Regions from separate parts of the Siniperca chuatsi genome. Here region 2 is linked to region 1. A link is a contact called in public Hi-C data. All regions are on one chromosome and are shown on one strand. Each heading gives the region's core, a stretch centred on a gene start, on an enhancer-like site or on the middle of the called end of the contact. The rest is flanking DNA. Distances are from core to core; before and after follow the strand shown. Region 1 overlaps nfixb (nuclear factor I/Xb). Region 2 overlaps nfixb (nuclear factor I/Xb).

Region 1 (4,619 bases), core at 1,406-3,905:
CTTCTTTTTGCTGTTTGGCCTCAATGAGTTACATTGGGACTGTATAGAATTTAGACAATTAAACTTGTGTGCAAGTGAACCAAAACCCACAGTGATACCATAATTCAATATACCTATCTGAGAAAAGTAATACAGGCAATAAGACCAATTCTTAACTCCTTGCAATGTGACTTTGGTGCCTGCTTTTAAAATGAAACTGCAGCGATTGGCCTGTAAGTGATTTTTTTTTTTTTTTTTTTAAGGATAAAGGTGAGACACAGTCGCATGGAAACTGGCATCCCGGCTAATCCAGCGATAACCACTCACAGGCCTAATTGGCATGAAGACATGGCACCAAAGGTTTTAGGTGCATGTTTGCATGTCCCTGTGTACACTGGTGCGCGCGCACGCCTCGTCTATGTGCACTGCGTGCCTTTAATTCTGAAAAATCCAACATTTTCTGTTTATTCAGACTGCGGTTCCATCAGATTTTAATCCTCTGAACAGCTGTTCCAACTCATTTTGCAGGCCTTGGGAAGAGACAGAGAGGGGAGCAGAGGGGGTGGGAGGGGGTGTAAGGGCCACCTCACCAAATATGTGTGAATGTAAAGTTAATGCCTGAAATCAGGAATTGATTACATTCATTTAATCAGATTTACAGATAAAACAAACTAGCTCATACTAGCCCCCTCTAAATACTGCTTTGATATTTTCACTGAAAACACTGCTCTCTGATAACGAGTGAGAAGGATTGGTGGTGACGTAAGAAAAATATAATACATCCTCTTGGAGCAACATATAGCGCCGATAAAGAAAACCGCGCAGCTCAGCCAGGGAGGACAAAGCAATAAGTCATGTGCGCAGAGACGGTGACCTCGAAGCAGAGGTGTCCGCTGGCTGTTAGAGACGGACAAAGACGACAGACAACGAAAAAAAAAAACAACAAAAAAACGTTTGTCATAGACTGTCCGAGAATTTGCCTACACCAAAGCAAATAGGAACTCGCTGCCTAAAGGAAAAGCGCAGCGCAAAGGTATAGTTTGCACTCTGATGCAGTCTGATTTCATTTAAGATTTAAAAAAGGACACATTGCAAATGCAGGCTGGTATTTTAAAATGAATGTATAACTTTTTTTTTTTTTTAACACGGCAAGCATCTGGCCTTCCTAAGATCTAGCTCAGAGGTAATATTTGGGATGTAAAACACTAAGTGGTCGGAGCTGCAGCCAGTGTGTTTTTTGGTCTGTTTGCGCTGCATCATTGCAATGAGAGGAGGGAGGGAGGGAGGTCGGGGTGGGGTGGGTGGGTGGAGGGGGAAAAAGGTGTCGTCTGGTCAGACCATATTGCCAATAACTACAAAACACACAGAGAGGAAATGCAACTTTTCATAGAGTTTCTGCTCTTTCCTGCACGGGCCTATAACGATTCCAGCTGCAGGTCAGCGTGAGAGGCCCTGCAGGAGTGTCACAAAAAAAACCCCAAAACATTTTCTCAAGATGGAATATATGAAAACACATACACCTAATAAATAGGGACTAAATAGGACTTACCACTAAGGCATTGTTTAGAAGGTGAGTAGGGTAATACTTTAGTGTCGAGAGGGTGTTAAGAGGCGAGGAGAGCAGGGGTCAGCGTCCAGGCGGGCAGAGGGGGCAGAGGGAAGGAATAAGTTAAAATGTCGCACCAGTGAAAACAATCTGAGATGACAACATTACGAGCTGCACAATAGTACCACTGAACACATTGAAAAATGCAATGAAACCAAAAAAAAAAAAAAAAAAAGGCTGCTTTTTTTAAAGTGCAGATTTGCGTCATTGTGGCCTGCAGGGAACGGACACTAGGTCTGGAGAAAGCAACAAAGACGGACAACAACAAAAAAAAGCAAAATAAATAGAATCATCAATTGAAAATAACAAGAGAAAATAATGTCAAAGGCAATTTCAGCAGACAATTGCAATTATAGACTTCAGATGTGTTTTTTAAGAATGAATGGGAAATAAAAAAATATATATATGAGATAATGCAGTGGATGGCTTCCACTTCTCTTGACAAAAGTGTAATATCTGTTTTACATTAAAAAGGCCTAAATATAGATGTCATTTTATCCCTAAATTAGATCAGCATAAAAAAAAAACCACACACACACTAGAATTAACACAGCACACACACACACAAACACACACACACTCCTCTCAGGGTCTCTCCCCGTAATTTGCTTCCATTACGCACCGTCCGTCACATCCCAGCACGCTGCTTCTCTCCAGCAAGGCTTTTATCACAGTTAATAATTCATTCGATTGTTTACAGTCGTTGCCATATCCGAGGTCCAAGCTCGAATTTTTAATTATTAACAGCAATTAAATAAACAAAATGTGCCTTTCCGTCTGCAGACGGAGCTGCAAGGGAATGCTGTGAGTCTGTGTGTGTGTGTGTGTGTGTGTGTGTGTGTGTGTGGAGAGAGAGAGAGAGAGAGAGAGGACTGCTGGTGCTGTTTGCACGGAGAGGGAAGTTGTTTCTTCTCTACACAACACAAACATAAGGGTACAAAATAAAATAATAATAATAATCATAATGACAAGTAACAGTATGAGGGGCTTTTCCGTGCTGCAAACGCGCTTCCTGCCCAGCCAGTGACACACTGCGCGTTACCATTACAGTGTGTGCAACATGTGCACTACATTACACTGTATGAGCGTCTGTTGCCAATCAATTCGTTTTGATTAAGGGGAATTTATGCAGCTAAATATGTGCTTCTTTTGTTCAGGGATTATCTGCTGTGAAAGACTTTTTTTTTTTAATTATTATTATCAATTACAGATAAAGTCATCAACTCTAAAGGCCCGTTTGGAAGTGCAGGCCGGACAACTCAGAGCCATTTTAAACAACATCCACAAGTGAGCCATTTTACGCACACAGCATATCCGAATCTATAGGCAATATGTGTGATGACTGTAATCATGATTTACCAATCTGTTCGTATTTTCTCTCCATCTCTAAGATAGAATCAGTCACTTTCACCCCTCTGAGCCTTAAGTCAACACACTAAGGAGCCCATCATGGTTTCTTCAATAAAATGGAGAATAAAGGGAAAATAATAAAAATCTGCTTTCCCTTTCTGGTGTCAACGAGAGGACGACATTATGATCCTAGCTGCTAATGTTTTGAAATGGAAACCAGACATGACTTGGGCCCGCACGAGAGGAGCCGAAAACATCCCCTCAGCCTCTGGTAGCAGTCGTCAGAGGCAAGTGATGGGAGGAAAAGTCTTTTAATAAAGCCACTGTAAAAATCAGGAATGAATTACACATCAAGCGCACCCTGGCAGTCCGCTGTCAGACGAAGCCAATGAGGGATAAACAAGTCTGCTTTATAAGAGTAAAGGCTCCCAGCAGCTGTATAACTTGGGCAGGTCGCTGCCGTTAAATGAAGGGAAAACCTTCAAAAACCGTACAGAGCTGGAGGAAAAAGAGGCTCTCTGAAAAACAAGGTGCTGGAAGGAAACATTACAGGGTTATATATATATATATTTTTTTAAATTTAGGATTTAAAATTGCTTTGCAAAATGCTGGGGAGAGGACTAATGACAGTTTGCTAAGCGTGCTGGATGTTTGCATTGTGAAATTGGACATTTTTTTTTGTACGGCTGTGGTGCACTTCACGAAGCTGCACGCACCAAAATGCTGCAAAAAAAAAGCTGCATGAAAAAGTTCTGCAAGCAGCGTTAGCCTATATTTTCTCAGCTCACTCTCCCCCTCTGTTGCAAAAGGCTAAGATTAATGTTGTTTTTTATTTTAAATGGAGGTTTTAATAGGACGCCTAAAGCAAATAAAATAAAAACAGTTGAAACATGAAGTGGTCAAAAGGCAACATTTAGTATAGACGCCTCACACCTGAAGAGACACCACACACTGTCACACACACACACACACACACAAAAACGAGTTCAAACGGCTACTCCGCACTCATGTTATTCCCTGACACTTATCATTTCCTTGACAATAAAACTAGCCTGTGTTAAATATGATGTTGGAGCAATTCTTTCTAAAACCTAACACCACTTTTTTTTATATGAATAGCTTGGAAAAGGCAAGATTAGTGTTTCAAAAGTGATGAGATGCAGCAAGATGTTAGAGGAAGCAATTTTACATGAAAGAACAGTGACATTTATTTTGTAGTGTTGGTCTAAATGAGCTGTGCCATGACAAGCAACTGCACACTGCTGTCTACACTCAGTCCATGGGAGGGGTGGGGTGGGGGTGGGGGGGGTATAAATATACAATCAATGTAGTTCCCGTGTCTCCTGTTAACCTGTAACCACACACGTGAGCACGTGTTGCATTCAAGTGAGAGAAAGTGAGCTCCAATAAAACACCTATCTCAAAAGATGCAGAACGTCTGCGCTGTTCACAGTATATAATACACACACACACACATACACACACACACACACGCGCGCATACACACGCACACACACGCCAGCTCCAATGCCTCCTTTCCCGGTCTCAGCTCCACATGAAAGCAGCCCTAAAGGCGGCGGTGCGCCCTGCTCTCCTGCAACTCCTCTCACCGGCCAAAAACTCTTGCGAGCCTCGACTCTTGGAAAAATCTTCCAGCAGTAATATTGAACTCCGGTCCACAGTC
Region 2 (4,520 bases), core at 1,375-3,874, 79 kb before region 1:
GTGTGTGTGTGTGTGTGTGTGTGTGTGTGTGTGTGTGTGTGTGTGTGTGTTGTGGGGACTGTAACTGCAACTTTTGTGACTGGAACGTTTTGGCTAGGCGTTTTATTACCATTCCCCACTGTGTCAGTTCCCCTCAGGACAAATTCTCAGCACCAAACTCGCAGTGGACAAGATCGTCAGGCTTTCAGAGCAAGTGGGGAGTGTACGAAAGGAATACGAACAGGGCAAAGCGGGCAACGGCCCTGGGTCCCCAAAAGCCCTACATTCACTGCGTGTCAGTTGGTTTGTGGTAACTGGTTTGTACAAATTGGGAATATCAACTGAACTGATACGAGCTTTAAAGCTGCTCCAATCAATATGTTGATATTAACAATGAATCTAATTATTACGTCGCTCGTTTCAACTGGCTCTATTGAGTGCGTTAGTGAATTTGTGTTTTGGTTTTACAGCCCGCAACTTTACTGTTTTGGTTCACTGTCACAGCTCTCAGCAACTTCATTTACAACAGCAGCAGGCAGCTTTCAGCAAAAAAAAAAAAAAAAAAAAAAAAAAAAAAAAAAAGCGCTCTAAAAACCCACTGTACACTACCTGCTTAGCACCAAATGGTAGACAGACACAGTTAGCGGCTAGCTGGTGAACACAGTGGAGCATTTAGCAGCTGAAGAGCCAGATATTTCCCTCCGGTGGAGATCAAAACAGAGCTAAAAGGGAAGAATATTGGACTTAAATTTGTCAGGTGGCCAGAAACACGACTCCAACTGAATGTTTATGTTGCTCCGTGTCTGCTCAATGTGTAAATAAGCCATTCTTTGCTAAAACGTTAGCCAGCTTGTTGCGCTGCCCCCAAGTAGCCAAAAAAATCCACTATGCACTTTAAAAGACACAGTGATATGAAAAAAAACCTTTTCCAAGTTTTAATCTCGTCGCCCTGCGTTAACTGTTCAGTTCTCTCTTGTTATATGCCAAATGTATGTCAAAAAAAGTCAAAACAAAATCCCTCTCTTTTCTCTTCCTGTGAAACGTCAAAACGTTTTTGATGACTCAGCTTGAACTTGGGGGCATACACATACATGTACTTACAGTAGATGCAGTAGAGCTGGACAATATGTTTGAAATCACTGTCATTATACTAATAAGGATATTTTCCAATATCAACGTATGTCACAATATGGCAAATGCATGCCAAAGCAATGAACTGTATTCCATTCACATCAAATGAGACCAAACTCTTCATATGCGTAAATCAAAAACTTCAATGACTAGGCTATTGATGCTTGCTTGGAATGACAACAGAAATTGATAATATACCATCACGATATGATTTGCTGAAAGTCATAAACTAACTTCACTACAGTAGCACTACAGTAATGGTATTCTATGCATGAGGAGATGTGAAGCTAAAGGTTTAATGCTGTGTGCATGCTCAAAGACACGTATATGCATGTATATTTTGACTGCATGACACTCAAAGCCAGACTTTACTTTCAGGCTTCAAATGTCATTTGAATAGTGTACAGGCAGTATTCACAACATTAATGGATGTCATCATGTTATCAACAAAATATTATTCAAATTACAAGACAACACTGTTTGCATCACACCCTTCAGTCTGATCCAGCCTGGGCCCGAAAACGCTAACGATTTATTTTGGGTTTGTGAACTATGCAAATAAATGCTCCCAAATCTATCTGGGGCTTGGAGGACGTGTTTTATGACGGTTGTAAAACTCCACACAAACACATAAAGCAGGCCTGTAAAAATAATGTGTGCTCTGCATAAATGCTCATTTGGACTAATGAATTAGGGGAGCGATGAATGGCTGCGTAAAACTCCACATCCTCCCTGGGTGATGCCAATGGAGGCATAACGTATGATGGGCATGATTTGTGAGTAAGTCTGCATGTCAGTGTTTCTACGTATGCATCTATGTGTGTGCTGGAGGAGGGGTAAGTGTGTTGCTGTGTCTGTGTGTGCTTCTCAGAGACTCATTTATGTGCTTGACTCTATGCTGCTCTTCTTTAGACCTTTCAGACCGGTGTGTCAAATAAGGACACCGTGTGAAAAGCTCTAACAAATCAGATCCGGGATAACACACACACACACACACAGAAGCACCGACAGTGGCTCAACATCGACTGATGCTACAGTAAACTTGGGAGCTGATCTGCATACATCCTCCTGAGATGGCGGGGGCTTTCCCAAGTAAGCCAGAAAGAGGTCCAAAATCACTGTTTCTGGGGAGGGAACAGCCAGATCTGCATACCTACAGCATGAACTGAAGATTTATTCTTCAGCTGACAGAAAGAGAGAGAGGGAGGAAGAGGAGGAGGGAGCAGACAGACACAGAGATCGAGACTAGCAGATGAGGCCTGAGAAAAAACAATCAGCCAAATGAGGGCACCGATAGAAAGGCAACCTTTGACCACCAGCTGTCTGGGAGTCACCGCCCAGCCGCATTTGTCAGTCTGTGTCCCCAGATGAACCCGGCCCAAGGGTCAGTGGCTCGCAGCACAGTCGTGTGTTTGTGTGGTTTGTTTCCATGTGCGCACACACACACACACACACACACACACACACACACACACTGCTGCGGAGTCTTCCAGTGTTTGTGTAAGTGCCCATGCATACGAGCTGCTATCTGTGTCAAAGCTGGCTTTATCTCTCAGGCAGATAAGGTGAGTAAACAACTGCCCTGGCCTTCCTGTCTCTGACATGCTAGCTGATTAATGCTCCAGCCTCCTGCCTTCACCAGATGCTCCCCCAGTATCAGGCCCAGGGCACTGGGACGAGCCACTCAGGCGAGTCCCAGGCTCCAGCTGCAGCCACAGGCCTGAGAGTGAAAGCCGATTACAGGAATACAGTGCATACAATTCTTATTATTCTGTGGTAATATGACCACCAGTAGAGTGCAAGATGCTGCTGCAGTGTCATTTATGAGGAACATCTAGTTTTCATGGGCTGACACAATCAGATTGACAGCATAATTGAATCAAAAGGCATGTCCATACATGTCAGACATACAGGATTAGCCTAGTTGGAGAGCTTAATGTCTCCACTCAGGCTCTCCCTCGGTCAAGCTGATAATTGGAGATTTATTCCGACCATCTATCAATCCATCTATTAATTTATTAACCCAGATAAAGCTTTAAAAACATTCCTGCCTCCCCCTCATCAAAATCAACACGGCGAAAAGAGATTAGACCGGTGCCAATCCACTTAGCGAGTTCAAAAAACATATTCATCAATAAGCATCACTGAACTCAGCCTTATTATCTCCGAGCGCAGCCTCTGCCTGCCGAAGTGATGCGTTTTAAAAGCTGACCTTGTTTGAAAAACTGACATGCACTGAAAGTAAATAATGGAGGGAAAAGCAGGAAAAAGAGGGGGGAGAAAAAAAAGATGACATTCTTTTTCATGCAGTAAAATAAGAAAACAGAATTAGGTCAAGTATCCATAAAGAGAGTAACAAAATCCTTTTCTGTAAAACGAGCTCACAGTTGACTAACGCTCGGTATATACTTCAATACAGACATTTTTGACTGTCACATATGGGTGATTATTGCACGTGTTGACTATGCCTGATAATCGCAAATGAAATGTTTTACACATCTGCCACCAAAATGTTCACACGAATAAGGCCAGTGCCATGGTAACACATCAGTTTCATGCATTGCATCCCTGCTAAATTCCACAACAAACCAGGGCAAAATGACCATTAAGTATATTAATTTAAATGGGAAATCCTGTCAGTCTGTTCTTCCTCTGTAAAAGGATGAAATGTCAGTGCAATGGCTGCCCTGCTGCCGATGGCTCTGTGGTATTAAATGGAGAGGATGTTCAAGTCGAGGGGCAGACCAGAGGAGCCTGCATCTGTTTGGCAGTGGCTCAGAAATGTCTAGCGTTTCACACTACGCCTCTGGGATCGCTGGCGAGGCTCAGCCAGAAGTTTATGAAAAACAGAGGGAAAGAAGGAACCAGGAAGGAGAGAATAGCGAGGGGGGGTGAAGTGATGGAGCGCAAAGGAAAAGAGAAGAATGAGCTAGATGACATGAGAAGACAGAAAGAGAGATAGTGGAGCGGAGGAGGTTGGACAGCTGAAATGAGAACGGGAACCGGTTTAGATGATGATGTGATTTTTTCCATTCTGCCTGCAGTGTGTGTGTGCGTGTGCGAGTGCGCGTGCGTGCGTGTGCAGGGGTTCTCCTGAGGCCCCCGAGGAGCCTGAGGGCCCTCGGTGGGATGTGTGAGTGGATTCAGGTGAGGAACAGGTGTGGCCACACATCAAAACACATGCCTGTGACTGTGCTAATTACACTCTGTGGACAAAGGATGATGGTATGTGCATATGTGTCCATGTGCACAATTGTCCACGCAGTACGTGTGAACCATGAATAATCTCAAGTTTAAACCATGTGCGCGAGGAAGCATGACTGCGTGTGTATATGTTATGTTACTGTAAGCACGCACAAATTCCTGTGTATTCCTTGGATTAACATGTGACAGGCGGCCCTGCCTTCAGT

What was found. A called contact is a pair of places that touch in the nucleus more often than the background predicts.
Region 2: a contact with region 1 is called in a Hi-C map of an unstated tissue, with 2.2 times the contacts expected there. The contact joins two enhancer-like sites. A contact is called at or near these places in 2 of 3 Hi-C or Micro-C datasets (skeletal muscle and an unstated tissue).

What each region holds. Positions count from the first base shown.
Region 1 is chrLG21:18,806,162-18,810,780 of ASM2008510v1, reverse strand. The region is part of intron 2 of nfixb (nuclear factor I/Xb); the gene reads right to left. Among protein-coding and RNA genes, the nearest start is that of nfixb, 17 kb to the right of the region's middle. Within about 2 kb of position 2,655, the one cell type or tissue checked has an H3K27ac peak away from gene starts, as active enhancers do.
Region 2 is chrLG21:18,884,790-18,889,309 of ASM2008510v1, reverse strand. All of the region lies in intron 3 of nfixb (nuclear factor I/Xb), which reads right to left. Among protein-coding and RNA genes, the nearest start is that of rad23aa, 59 kb to the left of the region's middle. Within about 2 kb of position 2,624, the one cell type or tissue checked has an H3K27ac peak away from gene starts, as active enhancers do.